Regions from separate parts of the Sus scrofa genome. Here region 1 is linked to region 2. The links are chromatin contacts, called in public HiChIP or PLAC-seq maps. All regions are on one chromosome and are shown on one strand. The core of a region is the stretch at or near the end of the contact, and the rest is flanking DNA. Distances in the headings are between cores, read along the strand shown.

Region 1 (7,566 bases), core at 3,947-6,446, 130 kb before region 2:
TCTCACTTATTTCCCATGTCTTAAAAAGATTGCCTGAAACTTTGTTTTTTTTTTTTTTTTTGGATGGCAGAAATTTGTTTTTTCCTCTGTGAATGCGTTGACTTAAAATTTTTATTTGGGAGTTCCCGTCGTGGCTTAGCGGTTAAGGAATCCAACTAGCATCCATGAGGACATGGGTTCGATCCCTGGCCTCACTCAGTGGGTTAAGGATCTGGCTAAGATCCGGTGTTGTTGTGGCTCTGAATGGACCCCTGGCCTGGAAACCTCCATATGCCTCGGGTGCGGCCCCAAAAGGCAAAAAAAATTTTTTTTTAATTTTGAGCTGGCAATGTGAGCTGCAGCAATCTCCATCTTAAACCTGTTTCCACTGCCAAAGAGCTAGGTGTATTGCAGACTTTTAAAACGGTTTATTGTGTACAACTGCTGGCACTGTCTCTGCCACTCATTCTTTCCTTGCCTTTCCTAAAGTTCTCTCCTTCCATCACTCTGTAGTTAACACCAGGAGAGATTCTTCATATTTTTACAGCAATGTATAGTTTTGTTTTCCTATTTTTGTTTTATAATTATGGTAACCCTGTAAAACAGATGGACACACATAATTTTACCTATTTTCTCATTAAAACCACACACAGAGGTATATGACTTGACCAAGATTAGGTGGTAGAGCTGGTACCTGATCGCAATGTTCTCACTCCAACTGGGTGGTTCAGTTTCCCTTGGTACCACACTGCTGTCCACAACCTCCTGTAGTTACTGTTTTATTAGGAAAGGTAGACCATGTAGTCAACTTTCTGTAGTGTGTGTGTGTGTGTGTGTGTGTGTGTGTGTGTTTAACAGATTTGAATCCTTTTTACTCTGCTTCAGTTCTCATCCTTAAAACGGGGATTTTTTTAAAATTGTATCATTATTTTAATAATGGAATAATTCATTTAAAGAAATATCAAGGAATTCCCATCGTGGCTCAGTGGTTAAGGAATCCGACTAGGAACCATGAGGTTGCGGGTTCGATCCCTGCCCTTGCTCAGTGGGTTAACCATCCGGCGTTGCCGTGAGCTGTGGTGTAGGTTGCAGACGCGGCTCGGATCCCAAGTTGCTGTGGCTGTGGTGTAGGCCGCTGGCTGCAGCTCCGATTCAACCCCTAGCCTGGGAACCTCCATATGCCGCAGGAGCGGCCCTAGAAAAGGCAAAAAGACCAAAAAAAAAAAAAAAAAAAATCAAATATTTCCTAAAAAACCATGTATACGACACTCCACTTAAAGAAGGAAATAACAAATTTGTTGTAAGCCACCAGTGTAAGCCAACCCCATTACCTTGCTTCCTGCCCAGTTATTGCCACCATCTTTCATTAGGTCTTACTATATGATAAGTGATTTAATATCAAACTGTGGATGGGACTTAGCACCAAATATCTTTCTCCTAAGTCACATGCATATTTAAAATGACTAAACTTTTTTCTCTTCTTTTCTTTCTTTTTTTTTTGGCAGCACTTGTGGCAAGTGTAATTTCCCAGATTAGGGGTCGAACCCATGCCACATCAGTAACCAGAGACACAGCAGTGACAAAGCCAGATCCCTTTTTCCCCCATTTTAATTTTTTAATTTTTAATTTTAATTTTAATTTTTTTGCTTTTTAGGGCCACACCCACAGAATATGGAAGTTCCCAAGCTAGGGTCAAATCAGAGCTGTAGCTGCTGGCCTACACCACAGCCAAAGCAACATGGGATCTGAGCTGCATCTTCGACGTACACCACAGCTCAGGACAATGATGGATGCTAAACCTACTGAGTGAGGCCTGCATCCTCATGGATACCAATTGGGTTTGTTACCACTAAGCCATGACGGGAACTCCATTTTCCCCATTTTTAAAAGTTCTATTGAAGTATAGTTGATTTACAAAGTTGAGCTAATTTCTGCTATACAACAAAGTGATTCAGTTATACACATACACGCATCCATTCCCTTTCAGATTCTTTTCTTTTTTTAAGCATATGGAAGTTTCTGGGCTAGGGGTCATATTGGAGCTGCAGCTGCCGGCCTATACCACAGGTACGGCAATGCTGCATCTGAGCTGCATCTGTGACCTATGTGGCAGCTGATGGCAATCCCCGATCTTTTCTTTTTTAAGGGCTGCACCTGCGGCATCTGAAAGTTCCCAGGCTAGGGGTGGAATTGGAGCTGTACCTGCACCACAGCTCATGGCAATGACAGATCCTTAACCAGAGTGAGGCCAGGGATCAAATCCACATCCTCAGAGATACTAGTCAGATTCTGTTTCTATTGCGCCACAACAGGAACTCCCTCAGATTCTTAACCCACTGAGCAAGGGCAAGGAATGAACCTTCATCCTCACGGAGACTATGTCAGGTTCTTAACCTCCTGAACTATTACAAGAACTCCTCAGATTCTTTTCCCACATAGATTATTACAGAATAATGGGTAGAGTTAGCTGGCTACATAACAAGTCCCCAATGGCCAATCATTTCATATACCTCAGTGTGCATATGCCAATCCTAAATTCCCAGTCCATCCCTCCCCGCTAACCTGTCCCCTTTAGTAAGCATAGTTTTTCAAAGTCTGTGAGTTTGTTTCTGTTCTGCAAACAAGTTCATTTGTATCCTTTTTAATAGATTCCACTTGAATGTGATATCATATGTTTATCTTTCACTGTATAACTTCACTTACAAAGATAATTTCTAGGTCCATCCATGTTGCTGCAAATGGTATTATTTTATTCTTTTCTATGGCTGAGGAATATTCCATTGTATATATGTGCCACATCTGTATCCATTCCTCTGTGGATGGACATGTAGGTTGTTTCCATATCTTGACTGTTGTAAATAGTGCTGCAATGAATATTGGGGTGCATGTATCTTTTCAAATTATGCATGTATCTTTTCAAACTATTGTTGGTACAGCCCCTGAGTATAGGGGGAAGTTATCTTCTGTCCTTTGTCCGCTTTTAACACTACAAATTTTTTAAAATGATTTTTAATTTTTATTTATTTATTTTGTTTTTTAGGGGTGCACCTGCAGCATATGGAGGTTCCCAGGCTAGAGGTCCAATCGGAGCTACAGCTGCCAGCCTATGCCACAGCCACAGCAATGCAAGATCCCAGCCAAGTCTGCGACCTACACCACAGCTCAAAGCCATATTCTAAACCCACTGAGTGAGGTCAGGGATCGAACCTGCAACCTCATGGTTTCCAGTCGGATTCGTTTCTGCTGTGCCATGATGGGAACTCCTATGGCTACAAATTTAAAAAATATCCCTGTGGCCTTGGGTCTGAGCGCAGGACCCCGCCTTCCAGAAAGCTGGAACTGCAGGCGGGGAACATGTCAGATTCAGAGCTGGGCAGGAAGTGGGACTGGTGCATGGTGGATGTAGTCCTGAAGATAGGAGCAGGAGCAGTGACACCCTCCTGAGAACATCCAGGTGAGAAACAGAAATCACTGTTTATTTCTCAGGAATACTGAAGTACTCTAGAGTAAGCTGACATTCTTTTGTAGCAATGTTATCAGTAATGTTTTCAACTCCAGCACACCCTTTATGTATTTGAAACCAAGTCTGTTTCTTTCTTTCTTTTTTTTTTTTTTTTTTTTTTTTGTCTTTTTGCCATTTCTAGGGCTGCTCCCACAGCATATGGAGATTCCCAGGCTAGGAGTCTAATTGGAGCTGTAGCCGCAGGCCTACACCAGAGCCACAGCAACGCAGGATCCCAGCCATGTGTCTGCAACCTACACCACAGCTCACGGCAACGCCAGACTTTAACCCACTGAGCAAGGCCAGGGATTGAGTCTGCAACCTCATGGTTCTTTATCAGATTCGTTAACCACTGAGCCACGATGGGAACTCCCCAAGTCTGTTTCTTTTGTATTTTCTCTCTGGAAATTGCAAGGAAGTGGTCTTAAAAGAAATAAATTAAATAAAAATAGGCACCCCCCCCCAAATCCTCGTAACTTTGTTTTTACAAACCAAAATTTTACCTATTCCTACTCCTAATATCCAGGAGGATTGTCCCAGCTCACCTTGAAAAGGAAGTAGACTATCAGAGAAAGAGGTATATTCTTTCTGTGACATATTTTGCAAATATATGGTCATATATATATTTGCAAATATGTTATAGGAGATGACCATTTTAACCCAGATATTCATATACCAGGATTTAGTGGATGAAGCTGAAAATCCTTCTTGGAATAGCTACAAGTGAAGGCAACGTTAATAGTCTCCACTAGCACAAAATACCCAATATTCACCACCAATTCTGTAGATATTACAAAAATCTCATTATCACAAAAAAAAAATCTGTGGGGGGACTAAAGCCCTGCCCTGATCTCATTGGCTAGGTAAAGTTATTTTCATCATTTCCATTTTACTTCAGATGAAAAAGTAGAGTCCCTACTTAGTCATAACCAGTTGCTGGTGGAAGAAAAATTGAGGCCTAGCCCAGTCTGGAGTGAAACTTGTGATTCTGGACCATTCTTCTCGGAATCAGCAACTACTCTATTCAAATTTGTGCTTGTTATAACTTTTAAACAGTTTGCTCTAATTCGAAGACATGATTCTTTTAGATCTAATATAAAAGAACTGCTATTATCCAACTTGAGCGCTTACTGGATCACCTAGAGTCGTGTGAGTGCTTTTCAAAACTTAAGATTGCCCCAAATTTTTGACTGGATCTGAGGTGTGGCCAGCGTTCTGTGGACCAATCCGTATTAATTCGCAAGGCATGAAACGGTACGCGGCCGACCTGCCCCGAGGGAGTAACTGTTGGCCGTAGCTGTATCACCAAGGTTCGATGCCGGTAGCCTCGATCTGCCACCATCAACCCCTCTGACGTCCAAGAAGGGGCGAGGTGATGCTCCCAGAGCAGCATAGTCTCGCTCCAGGGATAGGGCTTGGGAACTGCTTCTTAGCCTGTTCCGCAACCCCTGTGGTCGCCAAGACAACCACAAGGTCAACGCGTTAAGATCAAAGTAAATGTGTAAGCAATGCCTGCGCTGAAGCTGGCAAAGGTCTAATCAGTGATTTGCATGTTTAAATAAAAAAAACGAGACTTAAAAAACAGGAAGCCCCCTGCCCCCCGCCGCCTCTAGGCGGATTCGCGTCCGGGGTAAAAGCGAGGGGCGGTACTTCCGGGTCAGGTGGGCTGGCCGCCTTGACCTTCCTCGCCGCTCGGCCATTTTGTCCCAGTCAGTTCCAAGGCTGCGGCTGCAGAGGAGTCACCTGCGGAGGAGCTGCAAAGATGCTGTCAGTGCGCGTCGCTGCGGCTGTGGCCCGCGCCCTCCCTCGGCGGGCCGGGCTGGTGAGCGTCTGGGGCCAGCAGAAGGGAGGGGGGCCAGCTGCAGCGGGTGGTGGTGCGCGGGCTCGGGCGATCCTTTCTATGCGGAGGGTGAGGGGCTGTGGCGGACGGCGCCATCTTGCCCAGCTGGCTCTTCGGGTTGGTATAGGCGGGCGGCCGAGGGGCCCTCGTGCTCGCCCCGCGCGGGAGGGGGCAGAGTGTTGCAGGGGAAACAGTGACCTCCGTGCTGTGCTGTCCAGAGATGGCTCTTCAGGAGGATTGCCGTCTTCGTCTGAGAGCTTCTCGAGAGGAGCTTTGAATGAAGGTCAGGCCTGGGGCGCTAGCTCTCCGAGGCCTGCTCCTAAACGGCGGGGCTCGACCCGGGTAATTCTCCCAGACCTATTCGCGAAGGTCAGAGTACAGTTGTCAGCCCTGGTTGAAACGAGCTAAGGGGAACCTGACATTGTATGAAGGTCAGCAGGCCCCGGCATTTCGCCTCTGCCCCGTGCCCCGAGTCCGCTAGAAGAAAGCAGTAAATGTAGGTGGTTTTCTGAATATTTCAATAGGCGATCCCTTAGTGCTGTGTGCAGAAACCATTGTGAAAGCAAGGCAATGTTGCAAATATGCATTTCACGTTGCCGGTAGCTTGACAGCAGTGGAGCTGGTGGTGGAATTGTCTCGACTGACAGGAAGCTCTTCTTTTGTGGTGCTTTGCCATACTTTAAGATTTCGTCCTTGAAGATTCATTAGTAGTTGAGAACTCAAATTAAATAGCATAGAAACATAAGTTGGAAAATCGCTGTGAAAGGTCAGTGTCCTTCATGACTTCTATCCCATGAAGTTAAGGGCATAACCTTTAAAGCACTATGTAAACGCTAAGTATATTTTTTCATTTTAGGAGTAATCTCAGGAAGATGAAATAAATATATTGACCGTTTGAGTCCCCTAACACAACGACTGGTAGCATCTTGGATTTCTTTTAGAAAGAAAAAAGCATTTTTTAACGCTTTTCATCCAGGCCCTGTAGAAGGCAGTGTCTGCAGATTTGACATTGACCAACCGCTGCACTGCAACTTAAAGGAGAAGGAGGGTCCAGATTGGCGCAGGCTTTGTTGAAGGCAGATTTTTTTTTTTCTCTTAAAGCACACATGCTGTATCTCTTAGTTTCTGATCAAACTCTAATATTTAAAAGTTTTTTTTTTTTTGGAAGGTTAGTATAAGGAAATCTGTTGAGATGTGCCGTTTTTAGAAAGCAGCTTATCAAATTGAGAATTTCTACAACTCAATTGAAATTATGATATCTGGTCCTTTAAAAATAATGACAGCTGATCTTTTAAAAGGAATGGTACGTCCTTAGTTGTTATATTTTTTTAAAAATAAGTTTTTTTGGTAGCATACTTACAGTGTACTAGGAACCGGATAATAAATTTTCACATATATCAGAAGTTGCTTTCTCTTCTGTGGGATTAATATTTATAGCGATAATTTGATCAAACCAAGGCTGCTTTTAAGCTTGCTAGTTTATAAAAGCTTTTTTTTTTTTTTTTTGGTCTTTTTTTTGCTATTTCTTTGGCCGCTCCTGCGACATATGGAGGTTCCCAGGCTAGGGGCTGAATCAGAGCTGCAGCCACTGGCCTATGCCAGAGCCACAGCAACGCTGGATCCGAGCCGCGTCTGCAGCCTACACCACAGCTCACGGCAATGCCGGATCCTTAACCCACTGAGCAAGGCCAGGGATTGAACCCGCAACCTCATGGTTCCTAGTCGGAATCGTTAACCACCGCGCCACGATGGGAACTCCTATAAAAGCTTTTTTTAAAATCAGGTTTTTAAAACTATTCTTCCACTAGGTCTCCAAAAATGCTTTGGGATCGTCCTTTGTTGCTGCAAGAAACCTCCATGCCTCTAACACTCGTCTTCAGAAGACTGGTAAGTCATTTCTGTGTCTGCAGCACACTTACTACCTTGTCATTAAATGAAAAATTAAGTTACATAGGTTGCATAACTGTTGTGAGTGTTTTGTGGTTTTCTTTTCATTAGTTAATTTTTCCCCTAAATAGTTACTATGGAATGTTAACCCATAATGTGCCGTTTAGCCCTCTTTTGGTATGTTCTCTTGTTCTAATGAAAATAACTATAATTATGCATTTTTCTTTTGATGTTACAGGTTATTTTTTTCTATTTATTTATTTATTTTGCTTTGTAGGGCCACACCCAAGGCATATGGAAATTCCCAGGTTGGGGGTCTAATTTGAGCTACAGCTGCCAGTCTGTGCCACAGTCACAG
Region 2 (6,733 bases), core at 1,053-3,552:
ACATGAAACTGTTATTGGAAAGCTGGGTTTGCCTCTTCATGGGTGCTGAGCCGAAAGACCCAACTAAGCCAGAGATCAGGAGCAGGAAATATTTGTTGCTTGCAGCAAGTAAGGAGAACACTGAGGATCTTTCCCAAAGCAGTGTTTCTCCGAATAGCAGAATAGGGGAAATTTTAAGCTAAGGGTACATGCATATTCATGAAGGAGCTTGAGGAGGGGAGAATTCAGCATAGAATTGGGGCAAAAGTCCAGAGTCCAAGCTTTAGGTGATTGAAGTCACAAAGGTCAGAAAAGGTCAGCATCATCATTCCTTAAGGAATGATCCCAGGTGATCTGGTAGTCAAGCATTGGTGGTGGTGATAGGAAGGTGCTAAATTCTGTGAAACAGCTGAAGCCAGTGTTTCAGGCTGATCTTTACCATTGAAATAGAACTGGGGGTCTTGGTGTTCCCTGATGGCCTAGTGGTTAAGGATCTGGTGTTGTCACTGTGGCTCAGTTTGATCCCTGGCTGGGGAAATTCTGCATGCTGCATATGTGACTGATCCCAAAGAACTGGGAATCTTTATAACTGATTTGTCATATTTGCTATCATTACTTTTCTTGCCTGATAGCAGTCATTTGTTCTTTCCTTCCCTTGACATCATTATTACTGAGACCAGTTCAAGGTTAAGCATTATGGCTAGATGTATATTACAAAATGGCTTAAGCCTAAAATGGCTTCACTTATGTCAAGTAATTCACACCTGATTCTCCTTCTCCTGCGACCCCTTACCCTATCTGTTTACAACTATATTTTATATGTTCAGTTAGCTCATAATCAAGATACTGTGAAGACTGCTTCTCTGAAGTCATTTTCATTCTTCATGCCATATTCTTAGATTTTTTTCTTCTAGTATTTTACTGGTGGGTGGATATTCTCTTCCCACCCCTTACACTCCATCTCAACCATCTTATCCTGCCACCAGAAAAAACAACTCATATTCATTATCAGATGTTGATTGCTTGCTTGATTGGTTTATTTTTATGCTGCACCCATGGCATATGGAAGTTCCTAGGCTAGGGGCTGAATTGGAGCTGCAGCTGCTGGCCTACGCCATAGCCACAACAATGCCAGTTCTAAGCCTTATCTTTGACCTATGCTGCAGTTGTCACAATGTTGTTTGCTTAACACACTGAGTGAGGTCAGGGATTGAACCTGCATCCTCATGGGATTCCTAACCCACTGAGCCCCAACAGGAACTCCCTTTCATCAGATATTTATTGAGCCTACGAAGCCTGGTGTTCTAGAAGCCCCTGGGATTCTTCAGGGAGCAAAACAAAGACCTCTACTCTTAAAGATCTTACATTCTAGCCAGGTTGACAGATAAAACATAAAAGCAAATGATAATAAGATTTTAAGAGGTACTAGGTGCTTTGGAAAGAAAGAAATTGTAGTAAAAGGAGATGGGACCAAGTTTTCACATCTATCATTTTTAAATGAAGGTGTGTGAAATCTATGTTAAGAATACTTTTATGGGTCTTGTCTTACTGCCCCTCTTTGAAAGGGCAGATGTCTCTTTCCAGGGAATTTGGATAGTAATGACAATAACTACTGTTTACAGATATGCCTGCGGTTACCAGGCACCTTTGACGATGGTTCCACTTAATCTTCATTATGCTAGAAAATGCAAGTATCATCTTTCCCCTTTACACAAGGGTACATATGGATTGGCATCAAGGTTCTTGGGCACAAAGCAGAGCTTTAGGCTGTTTTTTTTTTTCTGGTCTTTTGTCTACTTAGGGCCGCACCCAAGCATATGGAGGTTCCCAGATCAGGGGATGAATCAGCTATAGCTGCTGGCCACAGCCACGGCAACTGGGGATCCAAACTGCATCTGCAGCCTACACCAATGCTCAGGAAATGCCAAATCCTTAACCCACTGAGCATGGCCAGGGATCAAACCCACGTCCTCATGGATACTAGTCCCATTCGTTAACCGCTGAGCCAAGACGGGAATTCCCTAACTGACTAGTTCTGGTTACCTAAAGGTCAAAACAAAAATAACAAGCACCCTCCTCGGACTCATTAGGCCAACGTGAGTGAGGTGTGCCAGCGTGCCCTGGATCCGAACCCAATGAGGATCAGCGGAGCCTGCGAGAAGGACGTGACCTATCACAGACTCAAAGAATCGGCGTGAGGGGCGGGGCCTAGGCGGAGGGGGCGGGCCCACTACTTTTAGCGAAAACGTCTCGCGGAGTAGTTTGTCCTATGTTGTGGCCCGTAGAGGCTCCAAGTTGCCGCCCCCACTCCGGGAGTGGTAGAGATTAGGTCATGTGACAGTCCGGTAGCCGGAAGTGAGCAGGTGTGGAAGGCGCAGGGTTTCGACAAAAACAAGCGGCGACAGTCCCACCGCAGGGTCTATGGCAGAGGCGGTGAGGCCCCCGCGCCGGGCGAAGGCCAAGGCCAGCCGGACTAAAACCAAGGTAAGGATAACCTCCAACCCCATTCCCCCCGCCCGAGGCCCTGGCAGGTACTGTCTGCTTTTTCTTGTCTTCCGCCTCTCCAGCCAACCCTTTTCCTCCCCTGAGCCCCTGTCATCCTCTGCCTCCACCTCCCCAAATTTGATCCCCCCACACATTGACACCACTCCTGTTCTTCTATTCCTCTTTCACGTCCCCGTGCGAGACTTTGTCAGGAGCCCCTTTTTTCTTTTTCCTCTTCTGAACTATCGAGGCTCTTCCTTTTCTGCTCCTTTCTTGACTTTTCTCATCCGAGTCTGGGTTCCTGTCCTGAAGCAGCTTTTCTCTTCCTGCCTCATCTTTGACTCTTTCTCCCTTTTAACCTGTGCACATTTTCTGTCCCTCTAGCGCATAAAGAGGAGAGAGACCTTCCCTCCACGCAGAGACTGGTTCCTTTGGCAGAGCTTTATAGCTAGGGACAGAAAGTCGACTGTAGTGATTGTGCCTTTTTAATTTAAAAATTCAAGGTGGTAGTGGTGCTGCTGCTGTTTATGTCTCATTTATTCTAGAAACGATGGGACACGAATGACCAAAAATCAGACAGGTCAGTACTAACGCAGCAGATTTGAATTTTCTAGGTTTCCTGGATTAGAACATTAGACTGCTGGTTTGGCTTAAAGTTGATTTATTTTGTTTTTAGGTGCATTTTGGGTTTTCTCTTTGTTCCCATATGTTTTTTTGAAATGACACTTATTTTATAGTGAACAGATTAAATGCTTCCCCTGATAAATGGACATATATAATTTTGGCTTATCTGATACTGAATTTATGGTAAAGAAATAATGAGTATAGTATTGAAAGTACATGAAATTTCCTTTCCTACAAGTGGAGGATGTTCCAGAGCAGGTGGAACTTAAAAATGATACAAAAAGTTGGGTTTTCTCATGGAAACAAGATTTTAACAGGAATCTGGTGTTCAAAGGTCCCTGTTTAATAAGCTGTAAATTACTCATGTGGATCCCTTTCATTATGATGCCTTTTAAAAAGCTGTAGTGGAGTTATGTGCATCAGTGTTCCCAGGTCTTTGAGGAGTTACTCTTTGGGGAGAAAGCTATTTTGCTACCTAACTTCAGAAACATTTTTAAGAGAAATAATTTTGCATTGTATTAGACTGGTAAGGAACTATCTAGATAGAAGAGGTCCCTGAATAACCCAGAATATAGGAGTGTAAAACATATAAACATAAATCTATAAAGAGCAGAGTCTTAATTCTTAGTCTCTCATTTTTTTTCAAATGAATGATGAGACTAAAGCCTAGAGAAATTAAATGATAAGCCAAAAGTCATGGAGTTAGTAAGAAAATTCAAGTTAAAGCCAAAAAATCTTAATTCTCAATCTGGTAGCTTAATAATTGTTCTACATATGTATATGTGGCTATTGAGAGAATGTTGTAAATACTTAAAAATAGTTAAGAGGATTCTGTCGAGTTATTTTGTTTAGAATAGGGTTTCTAAAATAAAAAAATTAAAAATCAAAGTTTTAAATCGATCATGAAAAAACAATTACTCATTTTATTGACACATTGTGGGTGACTTTCCTACCCAAACATAAATTTATTTTTTAATCTTCTAAAATGTGTAAAGAAGTCTTTATTCCAGAGGTATTCTATCAAACCAGAAATCCTTGACACACACTTGTAATCACTCTCCAAATTCAGTCACTTGTCTTGCCAATTATATCTTGTAATTATTCTCTCAATTCTGTTCATTTCTCTCTGTCCTAATTCCACCATCCTCCAAAGAAGATTTCTAGGATATTTTTCTAAATTAACCTCTGCAAATTAATTCTTGCTGCCCATTCTGTAAACAAAAGATGGATTGATATTTTTGTAAACAAAACCACCAAATGATCAACTCTCCTCTTCAAAACCTTTCCCACTGCCCAGAGTCCAAGAGTCCAAAGTCCTTAGCTTGGACTAAATGCCCTACATAATCTGACTTCTATGGTTCTCCTCTGTCTTAGGTCTCTCTGCTGTCTATTTTGCTTCCTTTCCTTCTTTTAGGGCCTTTGCACATGTTCTTTCCTCTGCTCTGACACATCTTCCTGGCTCTTTTCATCTAACTTAACTACTGCTCATTCATGGGGTCTCTGCTTAAACTTACCTCATCACTCACATTGCCTGCTGCTCGCCCCCCTTGTGTCGCTCATCTCACTTATAGTGACCTTGTTAACAATTCTGTCTTTTCCCATAAACTGTGAACCCAGCGGGGGAGGGACCTGTCCTTTTCCCAGTACCCTTCACAGTCCTTCTAGACATTTGATAATGTTTGTTGAATGAAGGGAAAAAAAAATACCGGTATTAAAGAATATTTCCAAGCTTTGTCACTCAGAAGAAATTACTGTAGTTAATTTCCTCTTAGTAGTAGAAAAACAAATGAAAAAAGTCCAAGACACCAGCAAGGCCCTCATCCTTGTCTAGAAAATTAATTCTTTTTTTTATAGAGTAAATAAATTTATTTCTTAGTGCTGGTTATGGTTTAGCTACAGTCATGAAGTCCTACAGTAATGAAATCTTTACCATCCGTGGTGTAATTTAGTAACTATAGAACCTTAAAGTAGTTCTAAGGCTCATTTTGGGAAGTGAGCAGTGCCATGTGCTATTGCCTTTGGATAGTTTGAATGGCTTCTGGCCCAGCAGCTGACCTGTATTCCTCAGTGCTGATCATCTGAAAGATTACCTCATATTGCTAGTTTGTGGTTATCTGGTGCTTATCATTTGATACCAAAGAGGTAGCCCTAATACGTTTCCCTTGGCTCAGAGGACCCTGACTTTGGTGATCTTGGTAGATTATTGGTTAAGAACAGATTTTTTTGTTTGTTTGTTTTTTATCTTTTTAGGGCTACACCAACAGCGTGTGGAAGTTTGTTGGCTAGTGGTCAAATCGGAGCTGCAGCTGCCGGCCTGTGCCGTAGCCACAGCAATGCTGGATCCAAGCCGTGTCTGTGACCTATACCACAGCTCATGGCAGAGCTGGATCCTTAACCCACTGTGCGAGGCCAGGGATTAAACCTATATCCTCATGGATACTAGTTGGGTTCATTACCACTGAGCCACAGTGGGAACTCCCAAGAACAGATTTTAAAGATTGGACTTACTCTGCAGAAGCAGTGTATTTTATAGTCATGGAAAGTAATATTTGCGGTTAGTATTAAATTCTGAATGCCAGCAACTCACTAACGTAAGAGCATATTGTGATCACCATGGATAGAGTGAGATGTGTCCCAGAAAACCGATGACAGAAACAGAGGCCTTTAAATTCCCACCCCTCTTTCTCCTTGGCCTAGATAATTTCTACTCTTAGTCCCTCCCTCCCTCCATGAGTGATTATAGGACTGAACTTGGGGGATGTTCTCTATTATTTCACTCCTTTTGTGCCTCCTAAGATCCATTTATTTGTTGAATAAACACTCATTGATCACTCACTCAGTCCCAGAAACTGTTCTAGGCACTTGGGATGTAAACAGAGGAAAAATAAAAACAAAAAATAGAACCTGGCCTTAATGTAGATTGTATTCTGGAGGGAGAAGACAGACAGACAAACAGGAAACCCTATGAAAGTAATAAAATATATGTTAGAAGATGACAATGCTATGGAAAAAAGAAAGGAACAGGGTAAGGAATTGAGTACGCAGAGTTCCTGTCATGGCGCAGCGGAAACAAATCCAACTAGGAACCATGAGGTTAAGGGTTTGATCCCTGGCCTCGCTCAGTGGGTTAAGGATCTGGTGTTGCTGTGAGCTGTGGTGTAGGTTGCAGACGTGGCTCGGATCCCGTGTTGCTTTGGCTGTGGCGAAGGCTGGCAGCTATAGCTCCAATTCAACCCCTAGCCTGGGAACCTACATATGCCATGGGTATGGTCCTAAAAAAAAAAAAGGCAAAAGACAGGAATTGAGTACTGGTGAGAAATTAGGATAGGTTGTGACTTTAAAGAGGCAAGTCAATGTAGTCCTTATTAAAGGTGAAATTTAAGTAGAGACATGGCAGATGAGGGGGTTAGCCATGTGGATCTTGGGATCCACTGGGGCAAGTGTCTTAAGGCATTGGCATGCCCTGTGCTGTCCTGGAAACCGCAAGGAGACATTGTGTTTAGGGCAGAATGAATGAGGGGAGAGGAGTTGGAATGAAGTCAGAAAGGTAACTCAGGGCTGGGTCATGTGGCACCTTGTAGGCCATTGTAAGGACTTGTACTTTAAGTGAAATATGGAATCCATTCAGGGTTTCAGTCAGAGAAGT

What was found. HiChIP or PLAC-seq counts read pairs in DNA pulled down with a chosen protein or histone mark.
Region 1: a contact with region 2 is called in an H3K27ac HiChIP or PLAC-seq map of alveolar macrophages. The contact joins the promoter of ATP5A1 here to the promoter of EPG5 in region 2. A contact is called at or near these places in 1 of 5 promoter capture datasets (liver), 3 of 47 Hi-C or Micro-C datasets (heart right ventricle, liver and skeletal muscle) and 2 of 2 datasets of contacts at active chromatin or transcription factors (alveolar macrophages and skeletal muscle).

The regions. Positions count from the first base shown.
Region 1 is chr1:95,748,465-95,756,030 of Sscrofa11.1, reverse strand. It overlaps ATP5A1 (ATP synthase, H+ transporting, mitochondrial F1 complex, alpha subunit 1, cardiac muscle), which reads left to right and starts at 5,196. Exons shown (of 12, transcript NM_001185142.1): 1 at 5,196-5,303; 2 at 7,130-7,208. The coding sequence starts at 5,244.
Region 2 is chr1:95,612,363-95,619,095 of Sscrofa11.1, reverse strand. EPG5 (ectopic P granules protein 5 homolog) reads left to right here and starts at 2,302. Exons shown (of 44, transcript XM_021092525.1): 1 at 2,302-2,463. The coding sequence starts at 2,401.